6 separate regions of the Mus musculus genome follow, and all the other regions are linked to region 4. The links are chromatin contacts, called in public HiChIP or PLAC-seq and promoter capture Hi-C maps. All regions are on one chromosome and are shown on one strand. The core of a region is the stretch at or near the end of the contact, and the rest is flanking DNA. Distances in the headings are between cores, read along the strand shown.

Region 1 (4,105 bases), core at 1,017-3,516, 340 kb before region 4:
CTTAATGGGGTCTCACTCTTACCCAGGCTGGCTAGACCTTCTGGGCTGAAGCAATCAATCCTCCTGCCTCAGCTTCCAGAATTACAAATGGACAAAGGATGGTGAACAGCACGTAGGTATAAGAAATCGAACCCCAAGCCCCTGCAAGAACCGCCAGTGGTCTTAACCACTGAACCACCCCTTCAGGCCTCTGCCTTTTTTGTTTTGGTTTTTGAGATTAGAGTTTCTTATTGACGTGGAAATCATGGAGTAGGCTAGGCTGCTTGGACAGGGAATCCTAAGCTTTCCTGCCTGTCTCTGCCTCCCCAACATCCCACGACACCTTAATATTTTTCACATTGGTTTTAGGGATCTAACTCTAGTCCTCACACTGGCAAAGCAAATAGGCTCACTAGCTCCAGGTGAGCCACCCCCAACCATTTCTTGTTGTCTTCCTACCAGATCATAAAGCCAGCAAGGTGTGTCACGGTTGTGCGTCTTGTGTCTGGCCTATCTCCTGTGGAAGGAATTCAGTTCTTTGCTGCCCGGACAGGGGGAATAGTCACAAAAATTCAAACATGACTTCCTTTCAAATTGGTATGAGATGGCTCAGTGGATAATGGCACTTGCCAAACCTAACCACCCGAGTTCAACCCGGGAACCAACATGGTGGAGGGAGAACCAGTTCCCACAAGTCGTCCTCTGAACTGCATCTGCGCACATGCTCAGAGGCGTGTGTGTGCCTCTCCCTCCTTTAAAAAATTGATGTAATTCAGAAGATTCTTACTCTAAAACGCACAATTCAGCGGTTTTGGGTATAGTCAGCTTTACTACCAACATCAGTACCTAGGGGACATCCTTGGACCACTCCCCACAAGACAAAGCCCCTTTGTTCCATCAGCTGTCCCTCTACACACCACACCTGTCCCGAGCAGCCAACCAAGATCTACTACTCTCTGCAGCATTTCCTACCCACCACTGTAACACACGGAATTGTTCCTCCTGAACTTTGACCTCAACCTCTTTCACATAATTAGGTTTCCTGGGTCCTTCTCTGTTGCAGGGTGTATCAGCATTCGCTCCTTTTCCTGGTTTGGCCATAGTCCTCTGAAGGTATGCACCACATTAAAACAAAGAGCAAAACTCGTCCTAGCCAAGATGATTTGATTTTTTACTATCCGTTGCAACTCTAGGATCCTAGGTTCACGTGAATGGGGACGACCGAATCTCAAGATTTTCTGTGCTCTTTTCTTCCTGAACTCTTCTTCCTCAGATCCTGGGAGCGCAGCCCCGCAGAGGCCCTGCGAGTTTACTTCCTCAGTCTTCCCTTTCACCAGGAGTCAGACTCCCTAATACTGTTTTAGGAATCCCCGTTCCCCTCTCTCCTAGGCTACCTGGCTTCCTGAAACCGGACACCGCGAGGACCAAGGTCTCTGTCTCTCTCTTTTCTTCTTCTTCTTCTTCTTCTTCTTCTTCTTCTTCTTCTTCTTCTTCTTCTTCTTCTTCTTCTTCTTCTTCTTCTTCTTCTTCTTCTTCTCCTTCTCCTTCTCCTTCTCCTTCTCCTTCTCCTTCTCCTTCTCCTTCTCCTTCTCCTTCTCCTTCTCCTTCTCCTTCTCCTTCTCCTTCTCCTTCTCCTTCTCCTTCTCCTTCTCCTTCCTCCTCTCTCTCTCTCTCTCTCTCTCTCTCTCTCTCTCTCTCTCTCTCTCTCTCCCTCTCTCTCTCTCTCTCTCTCTCTCCCCCCCCTCCCTCCCTCCCTTCCTCTCCCTTCCCAAGGAAATTAATTCAGGTACAAAAGACGGGTGGAGGAAGTATTTTCGACTTCCCTCACAATCCAGAAAGAAAAAAAAAAGAGAGAAAGAGAGAAAGAGAGAGAGAAGAAAAGAAAAAGGATTTCCTTTGAGCTGCGACTTTGTGATCTTTTAAGCAGTTAAAAATATTTCTTTAAAAAAAAGAATCTAGGAAAATCATGCGACTTGTGAGTGGGAGCTAAGTCGATGCTAAGTTTCTCCGTAAAGAGAAGCGACAGGAGCGCGGTTTCCTAACCTCCCCAAGTGTTTTCATCCCTTCGGTTTGGGGGTGGCTCCCTGGGGACGGCTAGGACAGCGGCGCGCTCTGCGGGGTAGCGAGGCCGCAGGACTACAGGATCCAGAGGCCTTTGTAAACTCTTGTAGTTCACGCTTGTTGGCTACCTCGGCTTCCCTGAGGAGTGACGCTGCGAAAACAAATTCTGATTGGTCAGGCCTGTGCTGAATTCTCCATTTATGGACAGATTGCCCGGCCCGAGCCCAGCCTGAGCCAGAGAAGAGTTCGGATTAAGTGTTAAGAGAAAGCGGGTCCAGGCAAAGCAGTTGGACAAGCAATCCCGCAGAGCGCATCAGGGTGCATCTCTAGACAGTTGGGGATCGCCAGGTCTGAGTGTGCACCGGGTCTGCTAAGTTTTGCCTTCACCTAGCGTTTCGGATCCCGCCTGGATGGAGTCCCTCTTGGATTTCCATTGGCTCCTGTGAGTGCTTGGGTGTCGGGAGCTTGTTTTTTGGCGAAGGGAACCAACTTTTGAAGTTCGCCCAGGAGACCGCGTTCCAGCCTCAGTGCCTAGGCAGCGGGACCCGGCGGAGGCGCGACCGCGGCGGGAGTCACCATGGTGAGTTGGCTGCGCCGCGTCCCAGGACGCCTGACCCTGGGATGGGGCAGGAAGCCCCGGAGCGGGCACCTACCTTGGGCAAGCTGCCCAGGCCAGGGGGTGGAGAAGGTGGACGCGGGAGTGTGCACTTCTGGAGCGCTGATTTCCTGCTGTTTGCTGTAAACCGGGTCTTAAACGGGAAGAGGGAGAGAGGAGGGACAAGAAAAACTCTCTGGAGTGACTTTCTGCGCCGCGAAAGTTTTGGTGCCAATGTTGTTGTGGCTGCCAGCTGTCTGAAGCTTGAGAGTGGGCACGTCTGTTTTCACCGGCACAGCCGTGGGACCGGAGACTTTTTTCTCCTCTAGAGAAGGTGAGGGGCACGCCTGTGTCCCTCGGGTCCTCTCCCCTGGGCAGGCACTGGCGTGAGCTCCCTGGCAGGCTGATCCCGCAGTTGTTCTCCTGGCATTGGGGAGGACCTAGGCAGCCCCGCCTGCGCTGGTGATGGGCCGAGCGCTGCACAAAGGCAGGCAGGGGCGCCAGGTACTGCGGAGCACCTGGCGGTGGCCCGGGCTGCAGGGACTCTGACGACAGCGCGCAGCGGCAGCCAAACTGGCCGGGAGCCCAGGCCTGTAGGGTCCCTGTGTAGGGTAAACACCTCCTGAGGAGGGCCCCACCCGGTCCCCAGCTCGAGAGGACCGCCACCCTCTCGGAGATCGTTCCTGGTTTTGTTCTTTCCCACTTGGTACTTGGGGGAGTGTCTGGGTTGGACAGCCTCTCTGTAACTCATTTGAGACTAAGTCCCCAGCCCAGCCACCCTCCTCTCTCAATCCCAAATAACCTTAGCCACATCCCCTGGGCTTTGCCGTGGTGTGGCTTTCCTACTGAAGGACAAAAACAAAGATTGAATTTTAGAGACATTGCCAGCCACCCGGACCGAAAGGGGGGGGACTTTAAAAACTTAAAAAAAAAACTTTTAAAAGGTTTTAGAAGGCTTCAAAGTTTCCACACTTGCTTCGTGGTGGAGGAGCTTGTCCTCCTGGCTTTCTCATTGTTTACTGGCGGTGAGGGTGAAGCTTACTAAAAAAGATGCCTAGCATAGCGCTGGCTTGAGAAATCTGTATCCCAGATCCCCAGCGCCAAGCATCCGCAGCGCACGCCCGGGTAGAACCCACATTCAGTTCACAAACAGTCCTTGCCCCCCCGCGCTGTTTATTCAAAAGAATGATTTTAAAAACAAACGAAACCTTTAAAGGGCATCCTGGCCCCAAGCTTTTACTTTCCACATAGTTCAAAATTATGTCACCTTTGCCCCTGAGAGAGAATACTTCATTTATAAATAAGCTTCCCCCGCCAGTTTCGAGGTTTCAGAAGTCAGTCCACCCTCATGGTGTGCCTCATGGGTGGAGTTTCTCCAGCCTCTGACCGCTTGAACTTGAACAGTGATAGTCCTGGTGCCTAAGAATTGCTGTAATTACTTTCCGTGGTTCAATATTTCTAAAAAAAACC
Region 2 (3,944 bases), core at 18-2,517, 400 kb before region 4:
GCTAGCCCCCTAACCCCAAATCTCCAAAGAACAATGCAAATGTCTGGCCCTAGTTCTAAGTGATTCCCTCTGTAGATCCAAACCAGTTCAACATTATTTCTGTGAAATAACCTCTTAACAGCATACACAGACTTTAAGCTGAGTGCACGCATGCGCATGTCACACACACACACACACACACACACACACACACACACACACACACACAGCTTCTGCACATTGAAGAAATGACTCACTTAATTTGCCACTGCCTGCCACTACTGGGTTTTGATTTTACCTGTTCAGACACAAAGTTTCCTATCAGATCAACTACAGGAAAGAAGTATTTGGCAGCTTGGACCCTGATTGGGTTCAGGACTTAAGTGCACCGAAGGGATTTTAATCTATGCATTTTAAGGAGCCTTTCCGGACCCCAGACTGTTCCCTCCATAAAATGGTAACATTTCTTGCTACTTTGGGAGCCAGCTCATTGGAAACCCCTTGCGGAATAAATATGGTTAAGTCTTGCATCCCCAGAGGGTCCCTTCCTCAGCTCACAGTACCAGCAAAACAGCCTTGTGCTGCAACTGGAAAGAACCAGAGCCCTTCCTTTCAAAGGATGAAAACCAGAGAATCCGCGGGAGCAATGTGGCTAACCCACCCAAGGTCACTCAGCTCCAACTGTGAATGATAGACTTGCCCCTAGTCCTGGCAAACTCTGCACACCCTTGGCTCTCCTCAAACAGTCCCTCGGGGGCCTCTTCTGTCTGCTAGCTTGCAGCCCCCGCGAAGATGCAATGCCACTTGCGCTCTGCGCCTAACTTCAGCCCTGCGCGTCAGCATTCAGTTAACCCTCTCGCGTCCAGAGTGTCACGCGGGGCACACGAGGCTTCATCCCTCACCCCCTCTCCCCAGCACTATCCCATGCCTATCCATGGAGTGGTTGCTCCAAGGTCACATCGACGGTCCCTGCGGAAGCACCCGCCGCTTGAGTCTAGAGGATGCCCGGACATGTGGGGAGGGGAGACACCTCTGAAGACTCACCCGCGCGCGGATCTGGCGCGCCGAGGCTGCCCATGTCGTCGCCGGCGCTCTGGGTGCGGTGGCCGCGAGCGCGGGGCTTTGCGGGGCGAACCCGGCTGCGGGCCCGCGCTCCAATCAGCGCGCGCGCGGCCCGGCCCGGGGTTCGCGGCTCCCCCACCCTGGAAGGGCGCGAGCCGCCGCGCGCCTCCCAGAGCCTCTTCCGGGCGCGTTGCCTGGACGCGGTTGCCGTGGCAGCCCGAGCTGGAGGCTTTCCCCGCGCGCCCGCGCCCAGCCCGCCGGCGCCCCTCCTCCCACCGCGTTCCCACACTCAAAATAGCCTTTCCGCGGCGCCGCGGGTCCCCACCCAGTTCGCTGCAGGGAGTCAGCGGGCGGGGACTTGCTTACAAGAACCTCAGTCCCGTCGTAGGGCGCGTCGACTTGGAGGCAGAGGTAGGTGTAGGGAAGGATGCTTCAATGAGAGCCCAGCCTTCCAGGTCTCTATGTCATCAATCATTTTCCCGGGAATCCTAGCATCCCTTATGTACCAAGCCTGGTTCCCACAAAAATAGTTAACTGCTTTTCCCACCTCAAACTGGGGAGAAGTTAGGGGTGAGACCACAGTCCAGGAAACAGCTCCTTCCAGCGCCACACCTGCACAGGTGATGGAACCCTCCAGGCGACAAGTGTGTATGAGGGAATCACCAAGCCTCGCGCACAAGAGACAGGACCCCTGGGAAAATGCCCGTTTCTCCTCCCAGCCCTCTTCCTACCTTCTGCCTCGCTCCCAGGGAGTTCCAGCTTTGCTCTCCTTCCCATCAGTGCTGGATCCTCAGCAGGAATCACTCACAATTTTGCTTCCTCTCCGTAAGGTGGGGTTTAAGAAGAGTGGAGGATCCCACCTTTGCTCACCTCACTGCGTCTGGTTCATAGCTCTTACGTAGAGGCATGGGCTTACCCAGTGTAGGTGCTCCTGTCTGGCGGCTCTCCTCTGCCCCCAATTCAAAGGAAGCTAGGAAGAACGCAGGCTGTGCAGCCACTTGGGAAAGCTCTGGTCTTGGAATTCTCGATCCTGTAGTTATTTATGTGTCGTCTTGGGTGTTCTGTAATTAACTCGCCTGTAAAGTAATAACTCCCCAAAACACACACACACACACACACACACACACACACACACACACACACACACACACAGAGAGAGAGAGAGAGAGAGAGAGAGAGAGAGAGAGAGAGAGAGAGAAAGAGAGAGAGAGACTGCTAAGGTGAAATGGAGAAGATGAAGATGGAGAAGGCAGGGACTCTGCTCCCCTCCCGGCCATTGCAGCCTAACACATATTGATCAGATAGTTAGACGGGTATAAAAAAGACTGCTGACCAGAGGGCATGGCCTTAAGTCCTGTCTCACGGAGATCTCACCTAATAGTGTTCTTTAGTGTGTGATGGTTTATTTCTCTTTCTGTATCACTTGGTGCACAGCGTGTAAATACGGATGGGATCCAATCCCATGGCGAAAGGTTCTCTGAGAATTTCCACCATTTAAGATAAATTTGAGGGGGCGAGGAGATGGCTCAGTAGATAAGTGCTTGCCTTGCAAGTGTGAGGACCTGAATTTCATCCTCTCTGAATTTCATATATATATGTGTGTGTGTGTGCGTGTGCGTGTGCGTGTGCGTGTGTGTGTGTGTGTGTGTAGAGGGGGGAAGAGGGAGAGAGAGAGAGAGAGAGAGAGAGAGAGAGAGAGAACTCGTGTCGTGCACATATTCTCACACAGGCTCCCCACATGCACAAAATAAATAAACATGCCAGCCATGGGGATTTGGTGTTCACTTGTAATTCCAGAGCTGAGGAAGCAGAGACAGGCAGACAGATCAGGGCTCATAGGTCGTGCAGCCTTGCCTTCTTGATGAGTTCTAAGTCTGTCTTTAAAAGGTGGATCATGCCTAATGAATGATATTTGAGGCTGTCCTCTGACCTACACACACACACACACACACACACACACACACACACACACACACGCACGCACAAATGAAACATATTACTTGCCACAGTGTCTGGAAACACAGCTGTTACGATAAAGTGCCAGCTCTCCTCACAATGAGGCCAGAGTCAGGTTCCAAGGCTTTCTACCTGTTCCCATAGGCTGCCTTCTAGCGCAGGGTGTGCCTCTCACAACCAAGACAGTCAGTTCCTGTCCATTTTGTTTCCTTTTCCCTCCTTCTCCCTTCGCTCCCTCCCTATCCTGCTTCATCCTGCCACGGGCCAGGAGTCAAGGAGTCAAGGTCCTAAGAAGGGGTGGGAGTTGTCACTCTGGTGGCTGTCAAAGCATAACTTTATTACCACAAGTCCTCCTCACACTCTGGGGTAAGGCAGGGGAATACCTGGGAGGCGAGAGGGGTTTGCCGTAAGCGCACACACACCCCGACTTAATTTCTTTTTTTAAACAATCATGCTGATTAACATAAGACACCACATATTTAAAGATTCCTTTGCAAGGCCTGATGGCTCATACCTCTAAATCTAGCAGACAGTAGGTTGAGGTGGACTGGACGCCATTGTGATTTCCAGGTGAGCCTGGGTTACAGAGGGGACTCTGTCTTAAAGAAAACAAAAAAGTAAAAACAATTCACTTAATTTTTTTTTAAAAACTATGATACTAGTTCTAAAATTTCAAAAACGGTGTCAAATCAGGCCTGTGACTTCCTGCTTCTCCCCGCTCCCCCTTTTTTTCAGGCAATCTATTTTTAATCCTAATTTAAGCTCCTTACCCCTTTACACACCTGTCAGGTAAATTGCAGTCACGTACTCAATGTTCCAGAATTGTTTGTATTGTAACTCATTATAGAAAATGGCTTTTTTTCCCTTGCCTTACTTTAATTACCAAACCATGAAGTTACCACAAATTATTATATGCTAGCACAGTTTATTACTAAAAAAAAAAAAAT
Region 3 (4,319 bases), core at 849-3,348, 370 kb before region 4:
TAAACAAATAGAATCATCTGGAAACCCTGGAGCTCTCAGGCCTCTTAGGGAGCTCGAGACAAAGATTAAGTGGCTTGAACAGAGAAATTACAGGCTCATATGCTAAATGAGCTAGAACCGGCAGAAATCAGAAGGGGTCCTGTTACATGAGCAAAAATTAAAATTCAACTCACATACGAGCAACAGCCACAATAGCTCAAGTTTTACCTAACAAGGAGTATATTATGAAAAAAAAAAAACATTCTGTTTTTTAGCACCGTTCTTAGAAGATTTAATTAAGAGAACTGTTAAAGAAAGGCTTGGAGCTTGGCGTTTAATGGGAATACTGAGGTACATTGCCCTTTTGGTTAGAGATGTATTAGATCTGTTAATGCCATGGACACACACACAGAGACAGAAACATGGTGGGAACCCTGTGAAGAGTTTGGGTCTATGAGGGAGAATTGGGATCCCTTTGTTATGTTTCAGAGGAAGGGGGTGTCTCCTGTAGTCAGACTGTCTTTTATTTCATGGGGGTAGAAGGGGAGGAGGGTATCTTGCATTACCAAGAAGGAATGTGGGACTCTGAGAAAATGGAAGAATGGCAGAACACAGCTGGACTTCCTTGGAGAAGTGAGAGTGGCCCTGCCCTTCTCTAGGAATCCCTGCACACCCGAGGAGTCTAGTAGGGAGTCAGAGATTCACAGGCAGGAGTGTTGGTCAGGAGTGTTCCTTTATAGAAGAAACAGACTCTGCTGATAGGCATGGCCTGAGCCCAGCTCTCTCTGAATTCTAGAGTTTTAAAAAGATATAATTTCTCCTGAAATTATATGTAAGTGAAATTTTAAATTTGTAGCAAGTTGGGGTTTTTGTTTTGTTGTTGTTGTTGTGATGGTGATGGTGGTTGTGGTGGTGTGTGAGAGTGTCCGCGCACGTGTGTGTGTGTGTGTGTGTGTGTGTGTGTGTGTGTGTGTGTGCGTGTGTGTGTGTTATGTGTAGCCAATGATAATCTTGGAACTCCTGATCCTCTACCTCTACCTCACAAGTGCTGACATTGTGGGTGGGGTGCCACAGTGTAGGGGCCAGCAAAATGTCTGGGCAAATCGATTCTACAATTGAACTGGAGAGCTATAAATCTTTGAATGGCTAGGAGAACTTCTAAAAGAGACAACCTTGTGGAGAGTGTAGATATTCTAAATAGATACACTTGTGATCCTCCCTTTAGGTATCAGACTTATTGAATGGTCCCCAGGGAACTAATTCCTCACTCTCAGATGTCTCACCATAGTAGGAGGTGAAGGCTGGAGCCTGCTACCAGGCAGAGGAGGAACTTGTCCCCCAGGATTGTCAGACTATGGTACAGGAGAGACAGGTGATGGGTTGGTGATGGGCGAGACCACACCTTCCTTGCCTGGGATGGCTTAGTTCTGCATTCTTCCTACTTTCCATTCAAGTTGAAGCCTCATGTAGGATGCTGGGGAAGGAGGTGGGGGAAGAGTGTCACGAGGTCCCTTTGTTCTTCCTCTGAATAAACACATCTCCCTTCTTAGCTTCTTACTGTTTCTGTCTTTTCAATTGGCACATTGAGGATGTGGAACTAGGCCTAGCTTGTTAGGGACGCCATGACCCTAACAGTCTTTGACCCTAACAGCTCTGGTAACAGTTTCAGTGAGCCTAGCCCAAAGATACATCACAGGTGTTTGTTAGTGACTTATACAAAGTCTACCCTGGAAGGACAGGAAGGATTGCAGGTTTCCAGAAACTGATGGAAGGAATCTCTTCACCATGGGGACTTTTCTTATTTTCCACTTCAGCCCCCACCAGCTGCCTTTTACCTCTTCTTGAAGAGAAACAGGTATTTAGACTTTGTTTCTTTGACTCTCATGAAAATCTGACCCATGGAAGTTTCTTCTGGACCTTGGGCTTTGTTTTGCACTTGACCTAACAGCAGTTTTCAACCTGTGAGTCTTGACCCCTGAGGGGGAGGTCAAGAGATCCCTTCACAGGAGTCACCTGAGACCACAGGAAAACACAGATATTTACATTACAATCCATAACACTGCAAAATTACAGTTCTGACATAGCAACAAAAGCGATGTTGTGGATGAGGTCGCCACAGCAGGAGGAACTGTATTCAAGAATAGGACCACTCGGGAGGTGAGAACCACTGACCTAGAGGCTCTCCTGAACTGTTTTGTTTCTTTAGACTATTTCAGCATGTGACAGGGAAAGTTGAAGTGTGTTGGTCTTTGGTGGCTGTACTGAGACACAGGGGTTCTGTTCAAACATTTAAGACTGAGAAACAAAAGTCCTGAGGAGAGCCAGGAGGATTGAGTTCGAAGCCATTTTCAGTTATTTGTCAAGTTTGTGGAGGCCAGCCTAGGCTTTTTGGTTTAAAAACAAGAAAACAACAACAACAACAACAAAACTGATCAGACATAGTGGCACAGGCCTTTGTTCCAAGCTCTTGAGGCAGAGGCGGAGGCGATGGGGGAGGGCTGCGGGGGCAATGTGGGGGGCAGGGGCGGGGGGGGGGGGCAGAGGCAGAGGCAGAGGCAGAGGCAGTCTCTGTGAGTTCAAGCTCAGCCTGCTCTTTTCTCTGATTGGATAAATGATCAAAAGACCTTACATAAAAGATAAAATAAAAACTAACAACAACAAAAAAAAAAAAACGGGATATTTTTGTGACACCAATCGTAGAAGACTTTCCTAAACAAATCTATATGTGCTTATGTGGACACAAGTGCAAGTGCCCACGGGGGTCAGAAGATGTGGGATCCCCTGGAACTGGACCTACAGGTGGCTGTGAGCCTGGAGTGTATAAACCTTGGGAAAAAATAATTCTGATTTTGACTCTGGAAAATAGCAAGGATTTTTATTGCGCATGACATCATGAAGCTAACAGACATGTGATAGGCCAGTTGTTTGCAACACCTATAACCAATGATGACTTCACATCCAGGCTGTATAAGGAACATTTACTGATTATCAGCATCAAAAACAAACAAAAGGGGACTAGAGAGATGGCTAGTTGGTTAAGGGTAGGTACTGCTCTTGGAAAGGACCCCAGTTTGGCTCCCAGTATCCAGAGTACCACCTGAGTTGTACCTTAGCTGCTGTTTTACTCTTAAGTGTACTCTTCTAGAAGATTCTCTTCTTGGCTAGTAAGGAGAATATTTACAGCAGCATTGTTTGCAGTAGATAATTCAAGAATACATAATTAGGAGGTGTCCTAGTTTCATTCCTGTTGCTGGAATGAAATCACCTGTCAGAAGCAACTTTGGGAAGGAAACAGTTTATTTGGCTCACAATTCCAGGTTACAGTTCATCGCTGCAGGAAAGTCACAGATGCAGGAACTTGAGACAGCTGGTTCTAACACACCCACAGTCAAGAGCAGAGAAAAACAAAAGCACCCACTCTGCCTGCCTGCTCGCTGCTAATACTCAGCCAGCTTTCTTTACTCTTATACAGTTCTGGGCCCAGCCTAAGGATTGGTATTGCCCACAGTGGGCAGGGTCTTTGAATACTAATTAGCAATGAAGACAATCCTTCATAGACATGCCAGTAGGCCAACCAATCTAGATAATTCTTCATTAAGATGCTCTTTCCAAATGATTCTATTGTATCGAATTGACTATTAAAACTAACCAGTAGAGCTGGGGAGATGGCTCAGCAGTTGAGAGCACATACAGCTCTTGCAGAGGACTTGGATTCAGTTCCTAGCATTTCTATTATACACCTCGAAACAACCTCTAAGTCCAAACCCAGGTATCTGATGTACACACACACACACACACACACACACTTTTAGAAAAACTTTTTTTTTTCTTAGACAGGGTTTTTCTGAGTAGCCCTGACCTGTGGAACTTGCTCTGTAGATCATGCTGGCCTTGAACTTACTGAGATTCACCTGCCTCTACCTCCCAAGTGCTGGGATTAAATGTGAGCGACACTACCAGCACAAAAGATATAAGGAAAGCTTTAGGGGCTGGGGATATGGCTCAGTAGTAGAGCACATAGGTTCAACCGCAAGACCCATGAAAGTAAATGAAATTAATATACTTCTAGCCAGATAAAGCATATCTAAGTGATACATTTGGCCTGTAAAACACTAGTTGGTAATCCCTGGTGAGTGTCATGGGTAGGAGTTTGTTACTAAATAAAGGGGTACAGAAGAGAGGAATGGAAGTAGACCCTCTTTCCCACTGTGTTGTCCTCAGCCCCTCTTCTTTTTTGTTGGAGATGCAGACACAAACAGATTGGATTTGAGAGAGCAGACATGGGATATTAAGATAATACTATCACCCTTTTATCCCCAAATTAAGATACCATCCTCATA
Region 4 (4,312 bases), core at 687-3,186:
GGCTAAGAGAATCCACAGATGCTGCTCCAGAAGACAAGATAAGAACAATGATAGAATAACACCTAAGGTTTTACTGCAACCATGGCCAATAGCTGTTGGCCCTTAGGCAAATCTTAACATCTTCATTTATTGTGAAGGGATATGGAGGGATGAAATTGGTATGGAAGATCAAGAATCTTTTGAATTCTAAAATTTGGTGAGTGTGACAAACTAATTTGTGGTATAAGAGAGTGGAACTTGGAATCAGAAGATCTAAGATTATTAGCACAGCACTGGCACACACAAGCCATATGTGTAAGCCATATTTTATAAGTCACTTAATCTCTTTTAGCAGCTGGGAAGAATTAAAGGGGTTGTTATATCCCAGAATTCCTTAAAAGTCATAAAGAAATGCTGAACTGACTGACTGCCAGGTATGATTTTATAACGTCCAGTTTTCCTCCATTTGAACCAATGATTCAGAAAGAGCAACCCAAAGTAAGGCACACCTCACCCTTACTATTTATTTATTTATTTATTTATTTATTTATAAAGGTAGGATTCCTCTGTGTGTAGCAACCCAAAGTAAGGCACACCTCACATTTATTTATTTATTTATTTATTTATTTATAAAGGTAGGATTTCTCTGTGTAGCCCTGGCTGTCCTGGGTCACTCTGCAGATACCAGGCTGGAGTGTAGTGTATCTCAGAGATCCACAAGCCTCTCTCCCCTTAGTGCTGATAGGCATGTCCCACCACTGCCCAGTCCAATTTAAGTTTTATAACCAGGAAACTGGAGAAAGATGTAAAACAAAACAACCTCAACCCCACCTTTGTTAGCACCTTAGCATTCCTTCTAGGCTCCGCCCAACACTTACCTAGCAACAGCCAGGTAGGCCTGGATGGGAATGTCCCCCCCCCCCCTTTGACTCCTTTCTTCCTCTCCCCTCCCCCCTCCACGTGTTCTTGGCCGGGCTCTTCTCTTCTGTCTTCTCCCTTTCTCTGCCTCTACTCCCTTCTCAGCTCCCCTTGCCATACCCCCAAATAAACTCTATTCTATACTAGACCAGTCTTATGGATGGTACCTGGGGTGGGGATGCCTCAGCATCAGCCGGATGAGGCAGTCCCTCCCACCGCTCTATACCTCGCTCTACAAAACATACCCTTGCCTTTACAAAACATCACCCACCAGTAAATGTTAATTCAGTTCCCTGTGTTTCCTAACTTTGTCCAACTTTGTGTTAATTCTATAGATATTTACGCTGTGATGATTAATAATATTAAAATTACTAAGAGATACTATGCGGGCTATTTCTCCATAAAGTGGCCCCTGTCCTTGACATACCAAATGCTGGCGGCGCAGGGCAGAGGATACTGTATAGGATCAGGGCAACATATACTTTTAAGTTATTCTCCTTTTGTGAACAATTTCATTGAGCCATCAGGCCCGTCGGAGGGGATGGGCAAGCTGAGGCAAACGAGGAGAGGACGTTTGCCTGGTAGTTTTCAGGCAAAGAGGGGCTAAGCTTCAGGGGGTCACAGCGTGACACTGTCCCCTGGGCTCTCGGCCTCAGGTTTCGCTGGGCGTTCCGGGGCGGAACCCGCCGACCTAAGTTCACTAGTATACCCCGACCACCTTTCCACGATGATTCCGTACTTCTTCCGGGAAGGCTGGCGCACACGCCCCCTCATTTCGGTGAAGAGACGCACCTACTCTCCCTACTATGGGGTGCCTCTCAAGTGGCGATGGCTCTAGGTAAGAGATGAGAGGAGAAGGAGGCTAATGGAGAGGCGGGAACCGTGGTACCGAGGACAGCTGAGCGGTTGGACACGCGGAGACTTTCCCGGGACCACGCCAGAGGCCGAGCCACCGGTCCGCTGCGAGCTCCGCCCCCTCCATGCCTGCTCAGTGCGCACGCGCACCCGTCATCCGGGTGCCGCTGCAGGTTGCGCTGGAGCAGAGTCGGGGGCGTGGTCCCCGTGGGGGGGCGTGGTCAGTGGCTCATTGTGCGCAGCGTAGCGCGGCGCCGCTGGCCGCCCGGGGCCCGGGTTGGAAGTTGGTGCTGCCGCGGCCACCGCCTCCACCGCCGCTGCCTCCTCCTCCGCCGCCGCCGCCGCCCTGCAGCCCACTAGCTGCCTCGGCAGCGCGTTGCTTTCCCAAAATGGCTGCCGCTGCCGGGGCCGTGGTAGCCTCGGCCGCCTCTGGGCCGGCGGAAGGGAAGAAGATCACGGAGCTGCGGGTTATCGACCTCAGGTCCGAGCTGAAGCGCCGCAACTTGGACATCAACGGGGTCAAGACGGTACTGGTCTCCCGGCTGAAGCAGGTGAGGCCCGGACGCTGCGCGCAGGGCAGCGTAGGCCGCGCCGTTTAGGTGCTACGCTTCCGCGGTCGGGGCGGACCGGGTGGTGCCTGTGCGTGCCCGGCGCGCGGGGCCCGCGCCTCCGCGAGGAGCCTGGCCTTCCAGCGGCCTCGCGAGCCGCCGCCGGTCGCGCCCCCTGCCTCCCCTGGGACGCCCTCTCCATCGGCTCTGCGGCCTGCGGAGGGTGGAGCTGCAGACCCTGGGCGGCGCTGGGTACCCCGGCCTACGGGCGGTGCGCAGCGCGTGCATCTCTCGGGCTCCGAGGCGATGGTTAGTTTGCTGACTTGGCCGAAGTTACCGTTTAATTGTGTCCAACCGTTTCTTCACCCCTGTTCAGAGAAATCCGTAGTGGGAGTTGATGAGTGGATGAGAAGGGAAGATTCATCTTTTTTTTTCCCCACTAGGCTTTTAACTGATTTATTTTTAATTCTTAATTTCTGATTGCATCAGCGTAATCATCCACGTTCTCAGTCCTGTTAAGCTTTCAGGTTTATTCGCGTGAAGCCTTGGAATCGGAGACGGGAACAAGTGTACGCAATACGTTAGGAAAACTCTTCCTTATTTAAGTAGCTACAAACTTTCTGTAATAGAACATATTTAGGTTCTTGTTCAGTATATGTGACATGGAACCATCGACTGGGTGGAATTTCAAGTTCCAGGACATTTCGATACTCAATGACACCCTCCACCCCTTTCTGTGTAGCATAATTACTCGTTTGTGAAGTCGGTTTGTAAAATAACTGGCAATTCTAATGTTTTGAGGCTGGAGGTTTGGTAATATATTTTCATTAAGTTTTTATAAAATAAGTTTAGATAGTTTGTGTAGCATATTAACTTCTCTTTCTAATGTAGGCTATTGAAGAGGAAGGAGGCGATCCAGATAATATTGAATTAACTGTTTCAACTGATACTCCAAACAAGAAACCAACCAAAGGCAAAGGTTGTTACGAGTTCTGAACATATTTTAAAATATATTTTGGTTCTATAACTTGGCTCTGCTCTTGTACCACTCGCCCTGTTTATATAGTGCTATTCTTTGCTATTTCCCTCTGGCACTCTGCCTTCTTGGGTCAAGGAAGAAAGTTACTGTTAGCAGGCTCTGAGTAACTTGCAGCCTTTCAGATTCGGCTGAAGATGACCAGAAAATAAGAAAGTTCTTTATTGATTCTGGGGAAAGGTACAAAGTTAAGTTGCATACCGATCCTTCATAGTAGGAATATCTGAAGAAAGAAATACAGTTTGATCCATGTCTACCTTGCCCCACAATTGGCAGAGTTTTGGTGAAATTCCCACTAGACCTTTCCTTGGCTCTTTGCTGTTCTCTCTAGTATATTCAAGATCTGTAACCTTTGTTTAATGTTTTAATTGACATACTGCTTATTTCCCATTTATTCCATTATGCAGTCTAATAATTTTCAGTGAAATTCAAAAGACCTCATCGATCATACTAACAAAAGCAAAAACCCCACAACTGATTAGCTTTAAAGAAGTTTTAAGGTATGGGGATACTAGGTTTTTAATGTAGCTTTTAAATTGGGCTCTGTGTATTTCCAGGGCAGAATGATCTGATGTGAATAGCGAAAGGTAATTTTCACATGAATATTTTGATAATAAATGGGAATTAGTTATTAAAAACATCTGGTGAGTATAATCTTATTTGAATAGTTGCAAATTTCCGCTTCTCATAAACTGTCACAGAGAGTAGACAAATAACTGTCTGATGCCTGGTATCTATAGTTTCCATGCAGAATAAGTCATGGACTTCTGTGTCATTTTGTTAGGAACATAATTTTCTTAACTGCTGTACCCGATCTATACACAGTTGTGATGGGAATAAGATGATTGAATAGACCAGGTGGTGGTGGCACACACTTTTAATCTCAGCACTTGGGAGGCAGAGGCAGGCAGATATCCAGTTGGGGGCCAGCTTGGTCTCCAGAGTAAGTTCCAGACAGCAAGGGCTACACAGAGAA
Region 5 (4,468 bases), core at 574-3,073, 390 kb after region 4:
AGGAAGAAGGATTCTGAGCCACTACACGCTCACTCCCATGGGGAGCACACATCCGTTGTTTCTGAGCTCCAAGACTACGTAAGTAACATGTGCATGGGTGTGGGAGAGCATGTGCTGCACATGTGTGGTGGTCAGGGGATGGCCTCAGGGTTGGTCCTTGATTTTTTTACACCTTGCTTGGGACACAAAGACCAAACGAAGAAAGAGAACTTCAGACCAATCTTTATGAACATTGATGCAAAAATACTCAATAAAATTCTTGCCAACCAAATCCAAGAACACATCAAAATGATCATTCACCACGATCAAGTAGGCTTCATCCCAGGGATGCAGGGATGGTTCAATATACGGTAATCCATCAATGTAGTCCACTATATAAACAAACTCAAAGAAAAAAACCTCATGATCATTTCATTAGATGCTGAAAAAGCATTTGACAAATTTCAGCATCCTTTCATGTTAAAAGTCTTGGAAGAACAGCAATCACACTTAACCATTGAACCATCTTTCTAGTTCATCCTTGAGGAAAGAAAAGTTTAAGTCTCCGGTGGATATAGATGCTCAAGTCTGTGACCTCAGTGCTCCTCAGTGCTCAAGAGGATCTCAATGTCGACCCTAGCCTGGGTTACACAGACCCTGTCTCCAAATCCATCCATCCATCCATCCATCCACCCATCCATCCATCCATCCATCCATCCATCCATCCATCCATCCATCCATCAAAATTTTAAACATTCTAGGCCAGCAGATCTTCATGACAATGGGCACAGAAGCAAGGTTCCAAACCCCTGTCTAATTTGGTCAAGTTGTCCAGTCAATCCTACCATTTACTGATCTAACACGCCATTCAGCCAGGAACCTGGACCCCATCTGCCTGGCAGGGCATGGAAGTCTATCCTTGGCCATCACTGTAGTTTATAAAGCCATGGACTAAAAAGACTGATGGCGGCGGCTCCTTCAGCTCAGGAGAAAAGCTTTGCCAGAAAAATGTAAAGACTAGGAAACATGCGAATGACATCTCTGCTTTAGGCAGGACTAGAAACAGGACTCAGATTCCCTTCTCTTGGGAGAGAGCAAGGCGATTTCACAACCCCAATAGGACAGAGCGTTTGATGGCTCCCAGATGACAAATTAGAATTCAAATGAACTTTAAGGATGATCCCAAGTCTTTCAGGTCATTGTCTTTCAAGTCTTTCAGGTCATTGTCTGCTGAAAAAAAAACTTTTCCCATGGTGTCCATATGACACCTGTAAGAGGCCACACTGCCCGTTACAGGGGCTTTTTTTTTTCCCTGTCATCTACTCTCATCTACTCTTTTTGAAAATACGGTCCCTTTTACAAAGTGCTACACAGCTCTGGGTACCTTGGGAGCCACTCATAGAACCACTTCATGAGCTCTGAAGCAGATCCCATCCCAATGTCAATCTCTGCAACACAGTCAAGACCAAAAAAAAATTCACGGCCATTTCTAGAGAAAAGATAAACACTTACCTGTTCCCACGCCTTGTCCACAAGCACTTGATTGGATAAAGATGCAGAACACCAGGAAAATGGAGATTTGGAGGGGATTTCCCATGTCTCTGGCCTCACCTGGGGTCTGAGGTCTTCTTGCTAATGTCTAGAACTAAAGAGACCAGAGTGCTTCTTGGTGCTCAGCTGGGGAAGGCCCCCATTAATTATTAACCTTAAAACACGTTACCTAGAATTTAAACACTTTCTTTACCTTCTCCAGTCCAAATCTATCAATATCTAGATTGACCCACAGAAGCACTTTTTATCTCGATAAGTTTTGGAAATAAAACACCTCGCCAGGTCTTCTTTCCTCTTGAGCCAAGCTCATAGTTCAGAATCAATCAATTGAGAGTCAGTGTGCTGTGTTTGGACATTTGACCAAAGGTCAGCTGGGTGACCTCTGTATTATTGCCTGCTTTACCGCCCCCCCCCATAGTACTTGAATGGGAGGTAGTGTCGTGGTCCTGGTCTTTCTAGTCGCATGCCAATCCCAAAGAGAGATGAAAGCCCCCACCCCCAGGGACTCTGCTTCCTGTTGAGTTCAGCCATGTTTCTGGCACCTGTGGTGTAATTGTGATGGGGCAGCATGTCTTATAGCTGAAAGAGGAGCTGGAGCCTGGTGAGGTCAGGTTAAGAAGGAACTGGGTGAGAAGCAAAGACCAGAGTCTCGCTGAGGGCCCCGTTGAGAGATACCCCAGGATAAATGCACTCACTGGGTTAATTAATGTCCAGCCAAGAGTAGAGGGCTGTGAAGCAAGGTCATTCAGCAAAAGCAGGCAAGAAAGGGTGTGATGTGCAGCTCTTGCAGAGTTCTTGGCTCTCTAGTGTGATTTAAATTTTGTTGTTGTTGTTGATTTAGTATGGACACACTGAACAAATAAATGCTGTGTGTTGAACACCACTGTGTACCAGGCGCTGTTGTTGGCTTTAAAGAATAGTTAAGTGAATAAAGTAGGCAAGCAGTCCAGTCCTTGTGGAGTTTACGTGCCGTGGGCAATGTGGGCATGAGAAGGATTATATGGTAGAAAGCAGAGATGCATGTTTGAGAACTATTTGGCTGGGAATATAGCTTAGTTGGTAGAGTGCTTGCCTAGCACGCATGAAACCCTGGGCTGGATCCCTAGTATAGTGGCTTTGGTGGCACATGCCTATAGCCCCAGCATTCAGGAGGAGGTGGGAGTGTCAGGAGTTCAAGGTCATTTCTGACTCCACAGTGAGTTCAAAGTCAGCCTGTGCTAGATGACACCCGGCAATAAAAAAATAAAGTACAAATAAAGAAATACCAGGGGTGATGGAGAAGGCAGTGGTTTAAACAGAGTGGTCAGAGTGAATCTTGCTTGGAAGTTGTACCTGAAACCAAGGCTTGAGGGGAGTGAAGGGGCCAGTCTGCGGGGAGAAAGACTTTCAGACAGTTAAGGCAAAGGTCCTGAGATTGGAACATGTTTGGTGTGTTCCAAGAACAGAAAGATGGCCCGTGAGCAGGGAGACTCCTCTGAAGGGGGTACAGAAAGGACTCAGACATATAGAACAAAGGAGCAAATAATTTGATCTGTGTTGTTTTGCATGTGAGCAAGGCTAAAGAGGAGAGCTGACTGAAGAGTGAGCCAGGGAGCTGTGACGATGGCTGGTGTGATGTAACCCTGGGCCTGGGTGGGGGCTGGGCTGTTGTTTAGAAGTGGGACTACTAGACTCCCTGGATTGCTGGGAGGGAGGAGGTGAGAGGGGAGTGAAGAATGACTGGAGGCTTTGGGGTTCAGCAAATAGATGAATGGGGTTACCATCCACGGAAGTGATGAGTGAAACAAGTCTGGCAGGGGGAATGAGGAGCAATTCAGGTTTTGCTCTGTGGCGGGCGTCTGAGTTGGCTCTTAGACACTCCAGTGGATGGTGGAAATAGTTAGCAGACAGACAAAGTGCCAACTGTTGTCTGCTAATGGCTGGCTTAAAAGCTCTCTGAGAGAGCTGGGGAGACAACACAGGGAGGAAACTGCTTGCGGTACAAGCACGAGGACCTGAGTTTGATCCCCTAAATCCACATTTTAAAAGAGCCAGGCACGAGCATGTTCTTGTAATCCCAGTGCCTGGGAGGCAGGGCCAGGCTGATCACTGGGACTTGTTGGGAAGCCAGCCTTGCATAATTAGAACGCAGTGGGTCCCGGTGAGAGACGCAAGATGGAGACTGATTGAGAAAGACAACGGATGCCAGCATTTGACGCCCACAAGCATGTATGCAGGCAGCTGTGAATGGTCTTGATCCCAACCCCAAACCTGTGTGCTCTGTGTCTGAGCTTCCTTTCTGAAACACAGGGGCCATCCTGGTTCCTGAAGACCTGGGTTCTGGATTTGGGGGTGTCTCCTTCCTGTTTTGCATGGTTAAGCAGGCTCCACTTCCACTTTTTTCACATTAAACATTTAAATCTTCAAACCCCTAAGACCATTTGGCCTTGGGTCCCTCTTCCATCACCCTGTTATCCTCTCTTCTGGATATTGCAGCAAGCACTCCCAACCCCTACCTCCTTCTGCAGGTAAACTTAGCAAATACAGTGAGCCTGCCTGTCTCCTGGCTCTGGTATCTGTGCAGAATGTTACATAACACCAGCCACATCTATCATCTCATCTCTAAGGTGGGGATAGCACAGCCTGAGATAATATTTTATGATACTCACTTACTTTCCCCTAACTTGTCCTTTCTCCCACATAGGAAGGATAAAGTAAAATCAGTCTATATAGAGTTTGTCTTCCTAAACCACAAGGTCCCAGGCTAGGGAACCACTAACTGACCAAGACCAGTAAAGGACTAAATTTCTTCTTTACATTTGAATTTTATACATAAATGATATACATATAATGTATGTATATGTATGTATTACATGTAATGCATTTAAATCAAATATACCCCCTTTCCTTTCCCTCCAATGTCCCCACAACCACCATTACTTCCTAACTACATGTGCTC
Region 6 (4,283 bases), core at 391-2,890, 480 kb after region 4:
AGAGAGCTCTATGCTCTGCCGATATAGAGCTCTGACACAAAATAAGCTGGCTTTGTTCAACAATCACCTAGAAATATGATCGTCTTAAATGCCCACTCTAACACAGATGGCCATTTTGCATAGGAAGGACCAAGGCTTAGTTTTAGGAACTCTCCTGGGGACACTCAGATGTGACTATTGATGTGGCAACTCTCTTTCTTGCCTGGTGCAGATTTTTCTGAGAAGCTGAAACTCAATGAAGTGTTCCAAAAGAAATGAAGTGGAGAAAGCAAGTGGCGGGGAGAGGTGCCCTGGTTCACCTAGGAGGCTGGTGCATTAGAACCTCTCTGCTAGCTGCACAGCTCTCGCCAAGTAAAGATGTGGGACCCTACTCCAGGCTAAACAGCTTAGACTCTCCACACATGAAAGGTGTCAGGTGGTGTGTGTGTGCGTGTGTGCTTCATATATACCCATAGGTCAGAAGACAATGTGTGGGAGTCTGTTCTCTCTCTCTCTCTACCATGTAGGTCTGAGGGGTCGAACTCAGCTTCTCAGGTTTGGGAACAAGTGCCTTTACTCTCGGAGCCAACCTCACCAACCCTTGTGGAACGTTTTGAATAGACTCCCTGGATGCTTCTAACAGGCTTGCTCAGGTTCAGAACCACAAAGGATGCTTCTGGACATGCCACAAGAACTAACTTCTTCAGGAAGGCGAATTACCACTGGCTGCTTTTCTTCCAACAGTAACTGCATAATAACAGGGCTTTGGGCGTGTGCTCAGGGGCCCAAAGGCCTCCTGCTTCTTCCTCTTTCTTTGGGCAAGCCTCTTACCATTTTTCTCTTTAGTTTTCTCTTCTGTAAAATGAAAGCTAGTAACACCTCCCTAAGGGAGTAGTTGTGAAAATTGAGGAGACATATATAATATAGTTAGTGTTTGCCTCATAGCTCATAAGAAGCTTCGTTCTCTCGAAATAAGTTGTTATCTGTACATTTACATAATAATAGCTCTAAAGTAGGCTGAAATCGTCATTCTGGGGCCCCTGGACAGGCAGGCAGGCGGTGTGCTTCTTGGTTGTCTCTGACAGAAGCCCATTGGTTTTCCTCCTTGGAAATGCTTTTCTCAGCAAAGGAAGACACATTCATGCAAATTGGCTCAGGTCTGCAGGTGCAGAGCGATCCGATCCGGAAATTAGCTTTCGCTAAAAATAAGCCAACTTGATCAGTTCTGTTCCCAGCAATACAGTGAGTTAGCAGAACGCTTCCCTTCTCGACAAATGAAATGCTGGGTCCGATGTATTGTAAAAATGCACCCATCTGTGGGCTGATGTGAACACAAGGAAGCCTTGAGCTATGAACAAGAGATTTAAGAGTTCTGGGAGGGAAGAGCATACCAAGATTTGCTTTTATGTTGGAAACTTCTGCCAAGTGGCAAAGCCTTGGGCTTCTGCCCGGGAAATCATGTGGGATGTGAAACAGCAACCTAAGTCCAGCGGTTGACCAAGGTGGTACGTCAGAGGAGATTCTCAAAGAAGCAGATCCCCCAGGGATGCTTTTGGTGAGCACCAAAATTGTTGCAAGAAAAGTCAGCTGGCCTCTACTCCACACAGTTAATTTGGTTCAACACAAACCGACTCTCATTTGCCTTTGCCTATCAAATCCGTAACATGGTCGTGGCTCTAAAGACCCAACTCCGAGAGGGTGGGCCATGGCTCAGTGGTTAAGAGCACTTGCGGCTCTTGCAGGAGACCTCAGTTCTGTTTTCAGCACTCATCTCAGGCAGCCCACGACTGCCTTTAACTTCAGCTCCCAGGGATTCAGTGCCCTCTCTGGCCTCCATAGGTGCCCACGTTTGTATGTTCGTACAGACCTACAGACACATAAAAATCAAAATTAAATGGAATTAATTTAATTAATTCAATTAATCATTAATTTGAAATTAAAATAAATCATATTTTAAAAGTGAAAGACCTGAAAAAGCATTGCCTTCTGCCAAGGCTGGACCAACTTCCCAAGGCTGATAGCTGCTTGTGGTTGCTTCCTCTCTACCCCAGCCCATGGTCTAAGCTCTCACTTACCTGATTCTCTGAACTAGGGAAGGGCAGAGAGAGGGGCCTTGTCTCTTGTGTTCTTCCCTGTGTGGAAAAGAGGTTGCAGGTCAGGGCCAACTGTTTGCTCAAGGTCACTTGGCTCTGACCCTGGTGAAGGCTCTCTCCTCACTATGTAGCATTTCCTCTTATCCTGGGGTGGGCCTCAGAGAAGAGAATATCGAAAGGCCACCGCAATTAACCCTACACTGGCTAGTTCCTTCAACAGCTTGAAGAAGATAATTTTATGTTTTTTTTTTCTGAGAGGTCTCAAGCTCTGGCAGGAAACTAGCAGAGGATTTCCTGAAGACACACAAGGGTGCTGGGGGAGTCAAACTTGGGTTACTGCTGTTCCCAGTGGCCTTTAAATAGTAGCTGTGTATCTCATGGATAGTAGAGCAGCAGGACTCATCTTGATGTTGGGGTGCGGACTGGATTAGAGCAGTGGTTCTCAAGCTGTGGGTCACGATCCTTTGGGATGGCTAAGGACCCTTGCTACATCTTGAAAAGCCTGCCTGCTCCATAATATTAGCCTCTGGGCTGTGGTTACAGTTGTAGGTGGGTGGGTGTGAACCATGGGTGGATAAGGGGACTGTGAATGATGGGTGGGTAAGTGGGCTCTGTGGGTGAATAGGCATACACCTGGGGGCTCCTTCTGTTGCTTGGATGTGATGGGATGAACATGTCACTTCTATAGTCACGTCTCCAAAACCTCTTTACTCCAACCTAAGGACAAAATAAATCATCAGATGAATTTCCCGCAAGAATAAGAAATCTATATAGAAGAATAAGAAATCTATATAGAATGACTGGAATATATCTCAAAGTCATGAAAACCAAAGAGAAAATGATGATACCTCACAGATATGAGGAGACCATGGACAGAGAAGAGTTAGATGCAGGACAATACTTGGGAATAGAAAGAAGCTAAAGTGGGACCTCATAAAATTGCAAAGCTTCTGTAAGGCAAAGCACACTATCAATGGAACAAAACGGCAACCAACAGATTGGGAAAAGATCTTTACCAATCCTACATCTGATAGAGGGCTAGTATCCAATATATACAAAGAACTCAAGAAATTAGACTCCAGAGAACAAAATAACTCTATTAAAAAATAGGGTTTGGAGTTAAACAAAGTATTCTCAACTGAGGAATATTGAATGGCCAAGAAACACCTAAAGAAATGTTCAATATCTTTAGTCATCAGGGAAATGCAAATTAAAACAACCCTAAGATTCCACCTCACACCAGTCAGAATGGCTAAGATCAAAAACTCAGGTGACAGCAGATGCTGGCGAGGATGTAGAAAAAGAGGAACACCTCTATTGCTGGTGAGATTGCAAGTTGGTACAACCACTCTGGAAATCAGTCTGGCTGTTCCTCAGAAAATTGGACATAGTACTACCTGATGACCCAGCTATATGACTCCTGGGCATATACCCAGAAGTTGCTCCAACATATAACAAGGACACATGCTCCACTATGTTCATAGAAGCCTTATTTATAATAGCCAGAAGCTGGAAAGAACCCAGATGTCCCTCAACAGAGGAATGAATACAGAAAATGTGGTACATTTACACAGTGGAGTACTACTCAGCTATTAAAAACAATGAATTCATGAAATTCTTAGGCAAATGGATGGAACTAGAAAATAACCATCCTGAGTGAGGTAACCCAGTCACAAAAGAACACACATGGTATGCACTCACTGATAAGTGGATATTAGCCCAAAAGCTCAGAATATTCAAGATAAATTCACAGACCACATGAAGCGCAAGAAGAAGGAAGATCAAAGTGAAATATGGGGACAAAGTATGGAGCAGAGATGTAGGAAAGACCATCCAGAGACTGCCTCACCCAGAGATTCATCCCATATACAGACACCAAACCCAGACACTACTGCAGATGCCAAGAAGTGCTTGCTGACAGGCGCCTGATATAGCTGTCTCCTGAGAGACTCTGCCAGAGCCTGACAAATACAGAAGCAGATGCTCACAGACAACCATTGGGCTGAGGGCAGGGTCCTCAATGGAGGAGTTAGAGAAAGGACTGAAGGAGCTGAAGGGGTGGTCTGCAACCCCATAAGAAGAACAACAATATCAACCAACCAGACCCTTCAGAGCTCCCAGGGACTAAACTGCCAACCAAAGAATATGCATGGAGGGACTCATGGCTCCAGCTGCATATATAGCAGAGGATGGCCTTGTCTGGAATCAATG

Evidence for each region. Promoter capture Hi-C pulls out the DNA fragments that hold promoters and counts their contacts. HiChIP or PLAC-seq counts read pairs in DNA pulled down with a chosen protein or histone mark.
Region 1: a contact with region 4 is called in a promoter capture Hi-C map of pre-B cells, with 2.4 times the contacts expected there. The contact joins the promoter of Myo1e here to the promoter of Sltm in region 4. A contact is called at or near these places in 14 of 39 promoter capture datasets (the 3T3-L1 cell line, 3T3-L1-derived adipocytes, cranial neural crest and 8 more), 7 of 484 Hi-C or Micro-C datasets (embryonic fibroblasts, embryonic stem cells, muscle stem cells and 1 more), 5 of 115 datasets of contacts at active chromatin or transcription factors (astrocytes, embryonic stem cells, epiblast stem cells and 1 more) and 2 of 9 other capture datasets (adipose tissue and liver).
Region 2: a contact with region 4 is called in a promoter capture Hi-C map of liver, with 5 times the contacts expected there. The contact joins the promoter of Fam81a here to the promoter of Sltm in region 4. A contact is called at or near these places in 8 of 39 promoter capture datasets (embryonic stem cells, frontonasal cranial neural crest, liver and 4 more), 1 of 484 Hi-C or Micro-C datasets (embryonic stem cells), 2 of 115 datasets of contacts at active chromatin or transcription factors (both in embryonic stem cells) and 3 of 9 other capture datasets (adipose tissue, macrophages and pancreatic islet).
Region 3: an H3K27ac HiChIP or PLAC-seq map of embryonic stem cells shows a contact between it and region 4, with 2.2 times the contacts expected there. The contact joins the enhancer-like site here to the promoter of Sltm in region 4. A contact is called at or near these places in 6 of 39 promoter capture datasets (3T3-L1-derived adipocytes, cranial neural crest, embryonic stem cells and 2 more) and 3 of 115 datasets of contacts at active chromatin or transcription factors (bone marrow-derived macrophages and embryonic stem cells).
Region 5: an H3K4me3 HiChIP or PLAC-seq map of embryonic stem cells shows a contact between it and region 4, with 6 times the contacts expected there. The contact joins the promoter of Lipc here to the promoter of Sltm in region 4. A contact is called at or near these places in 7 of 39 promoter capture datasets (the C10 cell line, HPC-7-derived erythroid cells, hippocampal neurons and 4 more), 1 of 15 datasets of contacts at CTCF or cohesin (large pre-B cells), 2 of 484 Hi-C or Micro-C datasets (the G1E-ER4 cell line and embryonic stem cells), 3 of 115 datasets of contacts at active chromatin or transcription factors (astrocytes, embryonic stem cells and fetal liver) and 1 of 9 other capture datasets (embryonic stem cells).
Region 6: a contact with region 4 is called in an H3K27ac HiChIP or PLAC-seq map of SST interneurons, with 2.9 times the contacts expected there. The contact joins the enhancer-like site here to the promoter of Sltm in region 4. A contact is called at or near these places in 7 of 39 promoter capture datasets (the C10 cell line, erythroid cells, fetal liver and 4 more) and 2 of 115 datasets of contacts at active chromatin or transcription factors (SST interneurons and acute myeloid leukemia).

Annotation. Positions count from the first base shown.
Region 1 is chr9:70,205,084-70,209,188 of GRCm38.p6, forward strand. It overlaps Myo1e (myosin IE), which reads left to right and starts at 2,267. Exons shown (of 28, transcript NM_181072.3): 1 at 2,267-2,620. The coding sequence starts at 2,618. All of the region lies in intron 1 of Gm26849 (a long non-coding RNA gene), which reads right to left.
Region 2 is chr9:70,140,290-70,144,233 of GRCm38.p6, forward strand. Fam81a (family with sequence similarity 81, member A) reads right to left here and starts at 1,268. Exons shown (of 9, transcript NM_029784.2): 1 at 1,024-1,268.
Region 3 is chr9:70,175,048-70,179,366 of GRCm38.p6, forward strand. No RefSeq gene overlaps it. Among named protein-coding and RNA genes, the nearest start is that of Gm39476, 17 kb to the left of the region's middle. Within about 2 kb of position 2,099, at least 2 of the 459 cell types and tissues checked have an H3K27ac peak or open chromatin away from gene starts, as enhancers often do. A contact at or near this core is called in embryonic stem cells, where this site is marked.
Region 4 is chr9:70,540,779-70,545,090 of GRCm38.p6, forward strand. It overlaps Sltm (SAFB-like, transcription modulator), which reads left to right and starts at 1,937. Exons shown (of 21, transcript NM_025690.4): 1 at 1,937-2,303; 2 at 3,192-3,279. The coding sequence starts at 2,142.
Region 5 is chr9:70,932,985-70,937,452 of GRCm38.p6, forward strand. It overlaps Lipc (lipase, hepatic), which reads right to left and starts at 1,824. Exons shown (of 9, transcript NM_008280.2): 1 at 1,492-1,824. The coding sequence starts at 1,576. The region is part of intron 2 of Gm32017 (a long non-coding RNA gene); the gene reads left to right.
Region 6 is chr9:71,017,226-71,021,508 of GRCm38.p6, forward strand. It overlaps Gm46119 (a long non-coding RNA gene), which reads right to left. Exons shown (of 4, transcript XR_001779225.1): 4 at 1-1,846. Among named protein-coding and RNA genes, the nearest start is that of Gm46119, 9.1 kb to the right of the region's middle. Within about 2 kb of position 1,641, at least 22 of the 459 cell types and tissues checked have an H3K27ac peak or open chromatin away from gene starts, as enhancers often do. A contact at or near this core is called in SST interneurons, where this site is marked.